Regions from separate parts of the Sus scrofa genome. Here region 2 is linked to region 1. The links are chromatin contacts, called in public Hi-C maps. All regions are on one chromosome and are shown on one strand. The core of a region is the stretch at or near the end of the contact, and the rest is flanking DNA. Distances in the headings are between cores, read along the strand shown.

The links. Hi-C and Micro-C count contacts between places; a contact is called where the count stands out from the background.
Region 2: a Hi-C map of skeletal muscle shows a contact between it and region 1, with 3 times the contacts expected there. The contact joins the promoter of AVEN here to the promoter of EMC4 in region 1. A contact is called at or near these places in 10 of 47 Hi-C or Micro-C datasets (embryonic fibroblasts, fibroblasts, heart right ventricle and 4 more) and 2 of 2 datasets of contacts at active chromatin or transcription factors (alveolar macrophages and skeletal muscle).

Annotation. Positions count from the first base shown.
Region 1 is chr7:80,267,618-80,274,929 of Sscrofa11.1, reverse strand. EMC4 (ER membrane protein complex subunit 4) reads left to right here and starts at 4,239. Exons shown (of 5, transcript NM_001243441.1): 1 at 4,239-4,447; 2 at 4,767-4,881; 3 at 7,260-7,312. The coding sequence starts at 4,362.
Region 2 is chr7:80,444,692-80,452,104 of Sscrofa11.1, reverse strand. AVEN (cell death regulator Aven) reads right to left here and starts at 4,768. Exons shown (of 7, transcript XM_021099909.1): 1 at 4,134-4,768. The coding sequence starts at 4,382.

The DNA of each region.
Region 1 (7,312 bases), core at 2,990-5,489:
TTTTTTTTTTTTTTTTTTAGATCATATTTGTTCAAAGGTACAAAGGGAAGTTTAACACAATTTCAGTATTCCTATTATTTTCTAATTCAAGTTCATCCCAGTGGGAGGCATATAAGAAGGCTCTCAAAAACTAATGATTGTTTGCTTACTTTGCGTAACTGCAAACCTTCTTATTTTAGAGCAACTAGCAAGGTAGTCACGTACCAAAAGAAAAAAAAATTTTTTTTTCACTAAAAGGGTTCGAAAATGCAAACAGACAAAATGGAGGAAAACACTCTAGGTCAGTGGTACTCAGTCCTTGCTGCAAAGCACAATCACCTGGAGAGCCATTAGAAAACAAACAAACAAACAAACAAACAAAAAAACAAAAAAACCCAAACCAAACTGATCTCTGTACCACCCTAAGCAAATGAATTAGAATCTCTGGAGATATCTCTGAGGCATCAGTATTTTTTAAGGGCTCCCATGGTGAGTCTCCTTTGAATCTAAGACAGAACCACTATGCTTCTAGGTTTAGAATCATGTCATATAATTAATAACGTTTATACTTTTCTAATCTGAAAGTGGTACCTGGGAATTCCCTTGTGGCATAATGGGTTAAGTATCCAGGGCTGTCACTGCAGCGGGCCTGGGTCATTGCTATGATCCCTGGCCTGGGAACTCTCACATGCCACAGGCCAAAAAAAAAAAAAAAATAGAAACAATTTATTTTAAAAACAAAAAAAGCTGTACCTGTGCAAAGCAGAGAATTAGGAAAAGTATGGGAAAGCACAATTTTAAAAAAGGAACCATGGGAGTTCCTGTCATGGCTCAGCGGAAAAGAACCTGACTAGCATCCACAAGGACGCAGGTTTGATCCCTGGCCTCGCTCAGTGGGTTAAGGATCCTGAATTGCCATGAGCTGTGGTGTAGGCCACAGATGTGGCTTAGATCCTGCATTGCTGTGGCTGTGGCATAGGTCGGCAGCTGTAGCTCCGATTGGACCCCTCCCCTGGTAATTTCCATATGCTGCAGGTGCGGCCCTAAAAAGGGGGTGGAAGGGTCATCTGCTATATGATCTTTATTTTATAGATGGAGAAATGAAGGCTAAGCGAGTTCCTAACTCTTTTAGGAGTTCATTTGGAGTTAGGATTAGAATATAGTTTTCCTATATTTTTCTTGCAAAACACATTTTTGTGCAAAAATTTAGATCCTCAAAAGTTTAATTCCAATCTACAACTCCACTTCCATAAAGGATCTATTATTTCTAATGATATCCTAACGATCTTTAAAAAAACATTGATCAGAGCTTTAAAGAGTTATCTTCTTGAATTCTAGCACATATAAATCATGTTACCCCCAGTGTTCTATGAAACACTGATTCCACTGGACATTAACGGACGTAATAGGGAAAAAAAAGAGACACTTCTTATTCAGGTAGATTGGGAAACAAAATGAAAGGAAATTCTCTGCTTAATCATTTCTTTTCTTGTGGGTTTTTTGTTTTTTTTTTTTTTTTTTTTTTTTTGTCTTTTAGGGCTGAAGGTGCAGCATATGGAAGTTTCCAAGCTAGGGGTCGAACTGGAGCTGCAGCGGTCAGCCTACACTGGCCTACACTCATTGCAACTGGGGATCTAAGCCACGTCTACCATCTACACCATAGCTCATGGAAATAACAATCCTTAACCCAATGATAGAGGCAAGGGATCAAACCCATATCCTCTTGGATACTAGTCGGGTTCGTTTCTGCTGAGCCACAAAGAGAACCACCATTTCTTGTGGTTTTAATGCTATTTCACTAACTGCACTGAGAGTCTCTGGAATGTACAAGCAGAATACAATATGCAATATTTCCCAAACTTATTTGACCTTGAGACGTTTCCTCAGTTCAGTCCCCAAATCTTCAATTTCTTTGGGACATATTTTAACAACCCTATAAAGATTCCTACAATAAAGGGATAAAAGACCTGGAGTAGCCTACTAAAGCCAAAGAAACTGAATTATAGTTTAAAAAAATTTTGAATTGATTACCCTGTTTTATACATTCTTTATTACCTATTTTACATAGTAGTATGCATATGTCAATCCCAACTAATCTATTCAATGCTGTGTAATAACCTATATGGTAAAAGAATCTGAAAAGGAATGTATATACATATGTGTATAAGTGACTTTGTCGCATACCTGAAACTAACACAACTTTGTAAGTCAACTATACTCCAATAAAATTTAAATTTACGTCAAATAGGGGAGTATTTTAAAAGGGAAGGAATATATAATTTGAATGACTGGCAATGTTCTTTTTAAAGACTTCCTTTAAAATTTATTAAAGTAGCATAACAAGAATAGCTTGGAAACCAGACAAAACTGCATGGAAATCATCACCCAGATTAAGATACATAACTTTTTTTTTTTCCTTTTTGGCCACCCTGCAGCATATGGAGTTCCCAGCTAGGGATTAGATCAGAACAATAGCTGTGACCTTAGCTGCAGCAGCTGCAATGCCGGATCCTAAACCCATTGTGCCAGACCGGGGATTGAACCTGCATCCAAGCACTCACAAAACACCATAGATCCCATCGTGCCACAGCAGGAACTCCACAATATATAACATTTTTAATGCATTCCCTTCTGGTTTTCACATTTTATTTTACATAAATGTAATTAATGATAGTATATCCAGTTTTGTATTATATTTACTTTCAATTAATTTACTCACATTCACTAAACATTTGTTCAGTACTTTATATGTACAAGGCGATAGGTTGTAGAATCAAAGAAAATTAATATGCAGCTTCTACCCTCAAGCAATTTGGGGTAGAAGTGCATGTGTGTGTGTAAAGATTAAGTGCTCAGGGTCTGTCAACAAACAATGCAATGTGTTATGAGACAGGAAGATAAAAGCACAGCTATTCTGTAAAAGGACCAGGGAATGGCCTTGGGCATACAGGTCTGAGTCCCAGAGACAAATACCAGGCTTGCTGGTATAAAAAATTAACTTTATGGGAGTTCCCTTTGTGGCTCAGCAGTTAACGAACCTGACTAGGACCCTTGAGGATTGGGGTTCGATCCCTGGCCTTGCCCAGTGAGCTGGGGTGTAGGTTGCAGACGGAGCTTGGATCCTTCGTTGCTGTAGCTGTGGTGTACTCAGACATTTACAGCTCCGATTCAACCCCTAGCCTGGGAACTTCCATTTGCTGCATGTGTGGCACTAAGGAAAAAAAAAATTAACTTTATCTCTACACCTAGTGACTAGATACTAGTTTATCTAGCATAACCAGTTGCCATAAGAGGAGAAGCTCAACTATAAATTTAAACCGTATCTACTCTGGTGCTTTCCTGCAGAAAATTCTCATGCATTTTTCCCCCTCACAGAAGCAGTCTATTCCTGCTGATAACCTGCTGATCAAAGAAGTTTGATGATAAATAAATTAAATAAGAAAAATTTTTAAAAATTTCATAAAAAGCTTAAAAAAAGTTTGATGATTTCTGGAAATTATCAGTGATCATGAGACAATCCCTCCCTTTTGTTCATAAATGCATCTTGCCCCTTCTACTCAGGGAGCTGGCACTTTTTTCCCCCCACCTTCTCTCTGTGCACAAGCTATCTACTCTAATAAAAAGTTCTGCTTGACAAAGAGCGGCCAGAAAAGAAAACAAAAACAAAAAACATGCATAATCTTTGATCCAGCAATTTACCCATCTAGGAATTTAAGGAAATAAGAAAAGATGTACAAGGAAGTTCGCCGCAACATTGGTTATAAAAGGGGGAAAAACAGTAAAAGAGACCACCATAATCTGGAACCCAAGAGCCTTAACATGTGCCTACACTGCCTCCTAGGTTTTGTGCAAAACAGGGATAAAACGATCTACCTCGCAAGGTTACTAAGATAATTAAATGAAATAATAAACACAAAGGTCCAGGACATTCAACACACAGAAGCCACTAAATAACTGGCTCAGGGTCAAACAATCAGTGGGAAAACCAGGATTTAAACAGAGATTTGAATCTTCGTGATCCCGGGAGCAGGCGGGCGCTCCATAGGTTTTCTTGGATTCCACCCTTAAGGCAGTCAGTGTGGACTTTCCCTCTAACCCATAAAGCGCACCTCAGAGGTCAGGGGACACCTAGTAGAGCTCTTCAGAAAGGTAGGAAGGCACATTAGAAAGCTTTAGTATCTGCCCATTTTCCTCCTCGCATCTCTGCGCTCCAAGCGCTCTCTACGATCGGCCCGGACAAATTCCGTGGAGGAAATGACGTATATACGTACGCGCCGGAAGTGGTGCAAAAGCGGGCCCTAGCAGCCGCAGACGCAGTGGGCCTGAGCCCCGGCTCGGTTTCAGAGTTGGAAGCTTTGCAGCTTTGGTAGGCGACCGCTGTTATGACGGCCCAGGGGAGCTTGGTGGCTAACCGAGGCCGGCGCTTCAAGTGGGCGATTGAGCTGAGCGGTCCTGGAGGAGGCAGCAGGTGAGGAGCCTGGGCAAAGCTCGACATCAGAGCCTTCACCCCAGAACAGGACCTGAGCCCCCGGGCACAACTCTGATGGATGGCGCAAAGATAATTCTTGGGGAGGTCGCGGCTTCTCTGCCGTGGAGGTTTCTGTGTCCGAAGCATGCTTTTGTCATTCTTCCCAATAGATGAAGGTTCTGAGGAGCCCACAAGAGGGCTTGGTGTAATCTGGGTGGATACATCTGAGAATATTTATTCCTGAGATTAGAACAGGAAATGAATGTGGGGTATGAAGTGTACGAGGCTGTGGCCTTAATTTTTTTATTTTGGTCTCCAGGGGCCGAAGTGACCGGGGCGGTGGCCAGGGAGACTCGCTGTACCCCGTTGGTTACTTGGACAAGCAAGTGCCTGATACCAGCGTGCAAGAGACAGACCGGATCCTAGTGGAGAAGGTACAGAGGTATAGATGTCATCATAGTCCTTGGGCCAGTCCTGACGTACACACCCACCTCCCTTCCCAGGCAGCATATTAATATCTTACTGCAGATGGCTAGCCAGAATATCTGGTAGCTAAACTGCTGGAGGTTGGTGTTATATTGGTTGACGTATCAGCCTCAAAAGTGCTCAATAACTGGAAAAATTAAAAAACATATAATAGGTTGATAATGAATTGGTTATGTGTTCCAGTTGAAGTCTTTTTTTTTTTTTTTTTTGCCTTTTCCTAGGCCCGCTTCCGCGGCATATGGAGATTCCCAGGCTAGGGGGTCTAACCAGAGCTGAAGCCGCCGACCCACCCACAGCAACGCCAGATCCGAGCCACGTGCAACGTGGGATCCTTAACCCACTGAGCGAGGCCAGGGATCGAACTCGCAACCTCATGATTCCTAGTCGGATCCGTTAACCTCTGAGACAGGACGGGAACTTCTAGTTGAAGTCGTCTTTTCTATTTTAGTTCCCCGATACCACACAACCAATTTGTCAGGTTAGTCTGTTTGTTTTACCTTTAAAATAGATTAGAAATCTTACTTCTTACTGCTTTAATCTGCCATCTCTTGAGCTAAGCGACTTCATCACCTACTACTTTACCTGTTGTTCACGCCTCTAGTCAGAATGGCCTCCTTGCTGATTCTTAAATATGCCAGGTGAGCTTCTATTCCAGGCTTTTTGTACTTGTTCTTCACCTTCCCTGGAATACTCTTCCTCCAGATACCAGTATGACTTGCTGTCTCAACTCAGATGTTACCTTCTCAGTGAATTCTACTCTCATGGCATTCTCGATCTTATTTTCTTACTTTGTGTTTCTCCTGTCATTCATATATGTGATATAGGTTACTTATTACCTTTTTTTTTTTTTTTCCCCCCACTTTGTAACTTCCACGAGAGCAAAATTTTGTCTTCCAAGTCCCTAGAACTGTGCCTGGCACTTCCTTTTCTCTCAGGCTTAATATTGCTCAATATTAAATAATCTTTGTTTCATGAAATGTAGTGATTTTTCACAACATGAAAGGACAGAGTTATGTCAGTGATTTTCTTGAATTTCCTATCATTTTTCATCTTGGTACATCAAAGTATAATGTAAATAATACATGATAGTAAGGTATTATTAAAATGGCTTGATTTGGGGGGTTCCCAATGTGGCTCCATGGTAACAAACCCGACTAATATCCATGAGGATGTGGGTTCAATCCCTGGCCCCTTCCAGTGGGTTAAGGATCCGTTGTTGCTACGGTATAGGTAACACATGTGGCTTGGATCCTGCATTGCTATGGCTGGGGCATAAACTGATAGCTGTAGCTCCAATTCAACCCCTAGCCTAGGAACTTTCATATGCCGCACCTATGGATCTAAAAAGAAAAAAAAAGAAGAAAATGGCCTGGTTTTAAAGGTAGGTTATTATAAAATATTTATTTTAGAACAGTTGTTATATGGATTTGATATTTAAACTCCCAGATAAATGATCTGTGTAAATAACACATTAGGAAACTATTTACAGATATGGCCATTTATTCTTTTATGTGAATAAACTCAGTGATATATTATTCTTTTTATATAGCTAGATTTACTTTGTTGCTATTTTGTTCAGGGTTTTTCTTTTAGGTTCATGAGTGATATTGGTCTGTAGACTTTTCTCATAATGTCTTTGTCAGGTTTTGGTATTTATGAGGTCCCATATATGGTAATGGGTTAATTTTTTTTATTATTTGAAAGAGTAAGTTTGGCTTTATTTTTCCCTCAAATATTTAGAATTTGCCAGGGGACACCATCTTGGCTTAATTACAGAGTTTCTTAAAGTTACAAAACTATTCAAATTTCCACTTTTGTAGAGTTCTCATTGTGGCTCAGTGGTAACAAACACCACTAGCATCCATGAGGTTTCAGGTTTTATCTCTGGTCTTGCTCAGTGGGTTAAGGATCCTGCATTGCCCTAAGCTGTGGTGTAGGTCGCAGACAAGGCACGGATCCCACATTGTTGTGGCTGTGCAGCTACAGCTCTCATTTGACCCCTAGCCTGGGAACTTCCATATGCCGAAGGTGTAGCCCTAAAAAGCAAAAAACAGACAAACAAAAACCCCAAAGCAGGGAATCTTTTCTTTGGCTAAAGTCATGGGGGAAAATAACATCTGGGGAAACCTAGAGGGAAGAACAAAATGTGAGGACACCTTATCTTTAGTGGAAGAGTGAGCTTCCTGTGGCAATGTGGGAGAAGGGCAGAGGTAGTAGAACTGAGGCAGCTCAGTCAGAAGCACAGACTTAGGAATTGTTTACCTGTAACGTTAGTGATATGATAGATGTGGAAATAATGATCAGAGGTTAAAATTGTTTGTTTTAGCGCTGCTGGGACATCGCCCTGGGTCCCCTCAAACAGATTCCCATGAACCTCTT
Region 2 (7,413 bases), core at 3,519-6,018, 180 kb before region 1:
GGCCAATTCTGTGGTTTACTGAGAGCTAATCTCAAAGCAATTTTCTTTTGGGACTCTTCAGCACGTTCAGTTTCTAGCCATATCTGCTTCAGGCTTTCTGAAAATAGGAGCAATGCAGTCTAGAGGCTGTCATTTGAGCTTACAGGCCCTCAATGAACTACCTGGCTGACATGACGCAGGTGACACCTTTCAGCCACAACGAAAGAGCAAGTGCCTTGGGAACCTGCCAGCAAACTTTGATTTGCCATCGTTTTCTTCTTCCCAGTTCACTCTAAGCTTGAACATCAAAGTCGGAGATTTCCCTTTCACCAAGTGAAAGAGTAGCAGTGAAAATGTCAAAGGCATCTAGTATTTAATTACTAGTCAGGCAAAGGATTTATATTATTGCTTGCAAAGCAAAAGTTTGCTCAAAGGAAAAAAAAAAAACCTTCCAAGTCTGCTCTCCTTACTGCAGCTATAAACAGCTGTCTTAGCTTGTATTGGACATTAGTAATTTAAAAATGAGGAAGAGCAGCTGACATATACACATGGAGCAAGAAAGCAAAGATCTGACATCCACAATAACTGAATATGGTATCTATATTTCCTTCAAACCTTATAATCATATCAAAACATCAGGAAAACAGGTACATGAAAAGGATCACCCAGTTCTCCACACATCCTTTTTCTTCAAATCTTAAAGTCACCCCAAGGGCAATTTAGGGTGGTAGTTAAAAGAATCAGCTCTGGGAGTTCCTGTTGTGGCTCAGCAGGTTAAGAACCCAACTAGCATCCATAAGGATGTGGGTTCAATCCTTGGCCTTGGTCAGTGAGTGGGTTTAGGATCCGGTATTGCCACAAGCCACAGTGTAAATCATAGGTTGGCTTGGATATGGCTTAGATCCTGGCATTGCTGCAGCTGTGGTCTGATTGAATCCCCAGCCCTGGAACTTCCATAATAGCCCTAAAAAAAAAAAAAAAAAAATCAGCTCTGAAACTGAAATGCCTGGGGCAAATACAGGCTCTGCAATCTGGTGATTGAGTGATACTGGGTAAATCACCTGACTTCTCCTGACTGTGAGTTATCTAACTGTGCCTCAGTTTTCTCATCCCATATTAAGTGCTCAATAAACATGAGTTACCACAAATATTACAGGGAAGAGAAAAACTACTAAGGACTGCCAATAGGCCTTGACTTCCTCTCTGTTAATAGTTCATCAAAAAGATTAATATGGAGTTCCTGTCATGGCGCAGCGGAAACGAATCTGACTAGGAACTATGAGGTTTCGTGTTCGATCTCTGCCCTCTGGATCCCTGGCCTAGCTCAGGGGGTTAAGGATCCAGCGTTGGCGTGAGCTGTGGTGTAGGTTGCAGAGGCAGCTCGGATCTGGCATTGCTGTGGCTCTGGCATAGGCCTGCAGCAATAGCTCTGATTAGACCCCTAGCCTGGGAACCTCCATATGCCATGGGTTCGGCCCTAAAAAGACCAAAAAAAAAAAAAATTAATAAAATACTAAGCAAATTCTAGTATTTAGTTTCTTTTAACTTAATAATTGCATTAACTACAATATACCTTTCTCATGGGTATTCAATGAGGATAATTAGTCTTATGATCTGCTTACCCAAACTCTGAAGGCTTGGGGTTCATACCACCTACAGAGGGAATGACTTAAGAGCAAGAGACAAGTAGAGGCAATGTACTCAACTAAGTTACCTTGGAGTATTACATATCAAGAAGTCATTTTCTTTAGTTTTATTTTGTCCTGTTTTCCATTTATAAGCCATGTATACACAATAGTCTAAAGTAGAAAGCAAAGAGTATACACAGTATTAAAGTTTGGAGTTAGGTACCTGGACCTCACACAGCTAAAACTCTACTGTGAATTTTTTTCTTTCTAATCATGTCAATTTCCATCTAAGGGACGAATGCACCACAAGATAAAAGAACAAGGACGCCTCAGGCAGCTTAATCAACCTTGTCCCATTTAGTTGGTTTGTTTTCCAGCCATGACCACAGCAAATGGAAGTTCCCAGGCCAGGGACTGAGTCCAAGCAGAGCCCAGCCACAGCTGTGAGTTACACTGGATCTTTAACCCACCGCACCAGGCCAGGGAATGAACCTGAGCCACTGCAGAAACAATGCCGGATCCTTAACCTGTTGTGCCACAGCAGGAGCTCTCAGTCTTTAGCCACCAAGAATGGTATTCTTAGCAAGCCTAAATATGAACAGCACTTTAGAATCTCAGAAGTGGCAGTGACCTTAGAGGCCACCAACACAAACCAAAATGAAGGAATTATCTTTCCAACCTCTCTTTGTCCAGCTTTGCCTGAAAATATGATGGTGGTGGTAACAGAGGCTGTAGCATCATCTATGCCCAGGCCCTGTGCCAAGCATCCACATACACTGACACACTGAATCATTAAACTGTGAAGTGAAAAAAGCCTAAAAGAAAATACAAGATGGAGTTTTTCACACCATTCCAAAAAAAGATAAAAAGCCTTAACTTTTAATACAATGGTTATAATATTTGCATAAGTCAATAACTATTATTCATCTCTAAATCATATACCATCATTTTACTCAATTTGGTTCATCAGAGACGAGGAAGACAGAAGCACCTTCATTCACTCAATTCAACAAGTTAAAGACACTTGTTATTAAAGGCCCGCGTGACAGACACTTTAGTAAATATCAAAGGTACCATTACCACAATTACTGTTAAAACACTATCCCTGCAACCAAAGTGTGTCCACTTTGATCTCAGTAAAGCAGCGATTGGTTCACAAAAATATGAGATAAAACACAGTTGAGTCAAGGGCAGCTGGGTGTAAAGTCAGCTCTGCCACCAGCCATGGCAGCTTAAGGAAGTCAGTTAACCTATGAAAATGAATATTTTATAATTATAAAGTATATATAAAATAAAATTGTTATAAAGTTGTTTAAACAACTTCAGGTTGCTAAAAAGAGTAAGTTGTAATAATGTTTTACATATATGTAAATAATGTTATAAAGGCAAAATGTGATAACATGGTGTTTGCTAGACTGGTCAGCTCCCTTTATTTCCTGGTGATCTGATTCTAATTTCTTCATATTTCACTAAAATTTTACTCAATACCTACTTTTATCCTAACAAGGTTAAATATGCTGCACTTAAGTTCTATGATTTTTTTTTCCAACTCTATTCTGTATGCAACTACTATCTTTAGGGACATCTTACCTGCTATGCCCTTAAGATACTACTTCAGTAATGGGAAATTTTAACTCAACCAAAAACTACAATAATTTTTTACTCTATGCCATGAGAATTCAAAATTTAAAGACAGTTTTGTACTACAAGTGTTAAAATAACAGCAGAACAGCTCATAAAGACAGTAATTTAACTCCTTTAGCTAGAATATCAGTAAAAATGTGCCCCAAATCGTTCCCTGCTCCAAGCTATAAGACATTTCCAATTATGAATGTGTGAATATTGTTACTAAAATTGAGACCTGACTGCGGAAACATTTACAGATTGGGAATTCCGATAGACAAAGGCCACTGGCCCCAGATTTCCACACATATTAATAAAAAGAGAACTATGCTATTTAAAAAGAGAACTATGCATCTGATCCCGTCCCCAAATATTAAGAGTCCAGTCCACTGGGGTCATTCATGCAATAAAAATTTATTATGCGCCTACTGTTTGCCAAGCATTGCACAGGCAGTGAACAAAACTGACCCTAAAATCCCTTCCCTCTAATAACAGAAATGTCAACCGTAAGGTAAGGCACCTGGAGCACAAGTCCTGGCTGCCCGCACCCCACAAGGGTTAATCATACTGACACCTCACCCAAACCCAAGGGGCCCCCTAGACTTGCGGCGCCAACACAGAGCCGCGGTCGCTGGGTCCTTTAATGACGGGGCCAGGACCCCTTGGGAAGGGTGGGGAAGTCCACGGACCTGACCCTCCAGGTCAGCCCAGCGCAGAGGAGGCGATCGGAACACAGCCGCCAGCGCCACGTGCACACCCCGGTGCGCGCCCCCGCAGTCCTCCGCCCGAGCCGCGCAGGCGCCGCCGCAGCCCAACTCACGCAAGCCCCGCGCGCCGCTCGCCGCTTCAGACTCGTGGCCCGGAGCCCCACCCGCCCCGGTCCCACCGGCCGTCGCCTCTTACCGGCGCGCTGACCTCGGCGCCCCGGCCTCTCGGTTCCCGGCGGCCGCCTCGCGGAGCGCCTCCTCCTCGGCCTCCGCGGCCGCCCCGGAAGCCCCGGCCGCGACCCCGCCGGCCGCCTCCATCCCCGCCGCCGCCGCCTCTCGCCACCGCCGCTGCAGTGGCCGCCCGCTCGCGGTCGCGATCCCCGCCGGGCCGGCCGCGGCCGGGTCGCCGACCCCGGCCTCCCCGATTTCCTCGGTCCGCCTGCATCTGGCCGCCGCCGGCGGTGCTGAGCACGCAGGAGTCGGGCAGCCGCGGAGACGCCCTTGCCCCCACCGGAAACGGGCCGCACGGAGGAGCCGCGAGCGACGGGCCCCGGGTGGCAGCGAGCGCGGGGTGCGGGGCCGGGGCTGGAAGCCGGCCGCGGCGGGGGCGGGGCGGGCCCCCGGTCCTGTCAGGTGGAGCCGGAACCGGGGCTGGGAAGAGCCAGGGGTTCAGAGAAAAGATCCGACCAGTGGGACCTGAAAAGGCGGGGGCAAGGAAGGTCTGGGGGAGGGACCGTAGTAAGTAAAAGACGGGTTATAAAACAGTTTGTGTAATATGAACTCGATTTTTTATTAAAAGAATAGATAGTTATGGCGTAGCTGCATAAGAAGCGGTCTTAAAAAGTATATAGCAAAATGTCGCTAGTGGTTAACTGTACGGTGAGACTTCCAGTGAGTTAATTCTTCCTCTTTTTCTGTTTAGTCTCCTTATCTTCAAGAATGAATATGTGTCATCATTAAAGTTATACTGAAGTCAGGGTTAGGTAGAAGGTATGGAGGAAAGGCGGGGGGGGGGCAGTCTGAGGTGAGAAGTATGGGATGCAAGCAGCTGGGAGTAGAGAGAACAGTGCAGCCTGTCCTCAAGAGAACTGTAGAAATGACTGCTTTAGCGCACACTTATTGAGCACATGAGCATTTAATTCTCCTGTCAGGCCTATGAGGCAAGTACTGCTGTTGTTCTTGTTTTGCTGATAATAGCCCTGGAGAGGTTAAACCACTTGCCTAATGTGACACAGCTGGGTAGTGATGGAACTGCCATTCTAACTCTGGCAGGCTGACAGCAGTCTATTCATGTATGTGTCTGTCACTTACTTAGTAGAAATGTTTGAGCCTCACCCATGTTCGGTTTTTTTGGCTACGCCCTCAACATGCAGAAGTTCCAGAGCCAGGGATCAAACCGGAGCCACAGCAGTGAGAATGCTGAATCCTTAACCACTAGGTCACCAGAGAATTCCAAGACTCACCTGTGTTTTAAGTTTTAATAGTTTGTTCCTTTTTATTGCTAAGCAGTAAGTAGTCCATCATATGGATCTAGTGTTTTAGCCAAGGGGGAAAAGGACAGTTGGTTATATGGATATGTGGGAGCCATTGTTAACTACTATGTATTACAGAAACCACATAAACACAATACAAAGAAGGGCTAAGAGATCAAATCAGTGTTGCAAATCAAGTGTTTTCTTGCCAGTCCTTTCTGTCCTGTCTTACATCCATATATAGTTAACATTATTCATTGCTTCTAATTGTCCATTCTGTGTTAGGCTGAGTGCTTGATCTTGAAGTTTTTTTTTTAGGGCTGCACCCATGGCATATGGAGGTTCCCAGGCTAGGGGTCGAATCGGAGCTACCACTGCTGGCCTATGCCACAACCACAGCCATGCCAGATCCGAGCCCCGTCTGTGACCTACACCACAGCTCATGGCAACACCAGAACCCTAACCCAGTAAACAAGGTCGGGGTTCGAACCCGCAACCTCATGGTTCCTAGTCAGATTCGTTTCTGCTGCGCCTCAATGGGAACTCCTTGAAGATTTTTTAAAAAAAGTAAAAAGGCTCTGTCCTTGCTCTCAAATAGCTCACTTCCTACAAGGAAGGAAACTGTAAACAGGTGATTAAACTAGTGTGCTGAGGGCAATGAGAGGTCCAAGGTGAAGGCCCAAAGGAAGAAAAGTTAGCTGCCTAAATGAATAGCCTCGGGCTTCATGAGAAACAGACCCCAAGGCCTGATGTTGAGCAGGAGTTTGCTAGGTTCATAGGTGAGAGTAGGGAACCAGTGAAGGATTGTAAACTGGAGAGAAACAATCTTAACACAGCATGGTTCTAAGTATCTCCCATGCAGCACTGTCTTAAAACCTCACAGCAGCCCTATTTGGTAGTACTAGTGTGGTCCCTATTTCAATGATGAGGGTATAAAAGAAGTAACTTCAAAAAATCACACAGCTAGTAAACAAACCCAGGACAGTCTGGCCTCAGACTCTGTGCAGCTAACCGCTCTGCTCAAAACCATTCTGTAGAGGAGAATCAGAATTCTAGGCAACCATTAGGAAACTACTGGAAGAATCCAAGTCACAAATAATTAGGGCCTAAATTAAGACCCAAAAGAAAGATAATAGGACAGATAGGAGAGAATTGATAGACTTCATTGTCCACTTGTCAGGGTGAGAAGCAGGGGTGATTTCCCATGTGTTTTGCTTCAATGACCAGGTTATTAATGATACCACTAGCCAAGAGGAAATACAGGGTTGGGGAGGATGTGTGTGAGGATAATAGTATTTTTTAAACATTTCATATTTTCCTGTTATTTAATAGTTAACATTTTTGTCAACAGACACTATTCTCATACAGTACATCAATTTTCCTTTTCCCTCTTTTCCAGCCTTTCCCTTTTATTTCTCCACATCCTATTGCCCCCCCCCCCTTTTTCCCCTTGTCTGGTGAAATTAAGACCATCAGAGGTACTCAGGATTAAGTTATTCATCCTCATGCTAAACTCTCAAATTCATAATCCCACCCCTAAAGAAACACTAAACAGGAAGATGGGAATAGTAACAAAAGTTTCATCCTTTCCTCTGCACCCCTACAAAGGAACTAAAAGGAGAAGCCACTGGACAGCCTGGGCCCTCATCCCCTGTGTGGCTAGGAACTATACCGATTTGGTACATTATCTCTTCCTAATCCTACATGCAGTGACATGAAGTTGGTTGCTTGAAAAAGTGGGACTTTTTATACCACAGCCATTGGCAATTTTCTGCAAATCAGGACTTTGTTGGAAGTGGGGGCAAAAACAGGTTGTTAAATATTTATCAGCATAGCACAGATTCGGGCTCTCACCAAGACAGCACAAATCAGGGCTTCTTAACTTTGGCACATGTAGGGCTGGACCAGTTTCTGTAGTGGTAGTGGCTTGTTCTGTGCATTGCAGAATTTCACAGCATCCCCAGCCTCTACTTGCTAAGTGGACCCTTCCCTCGCAAGATGTGA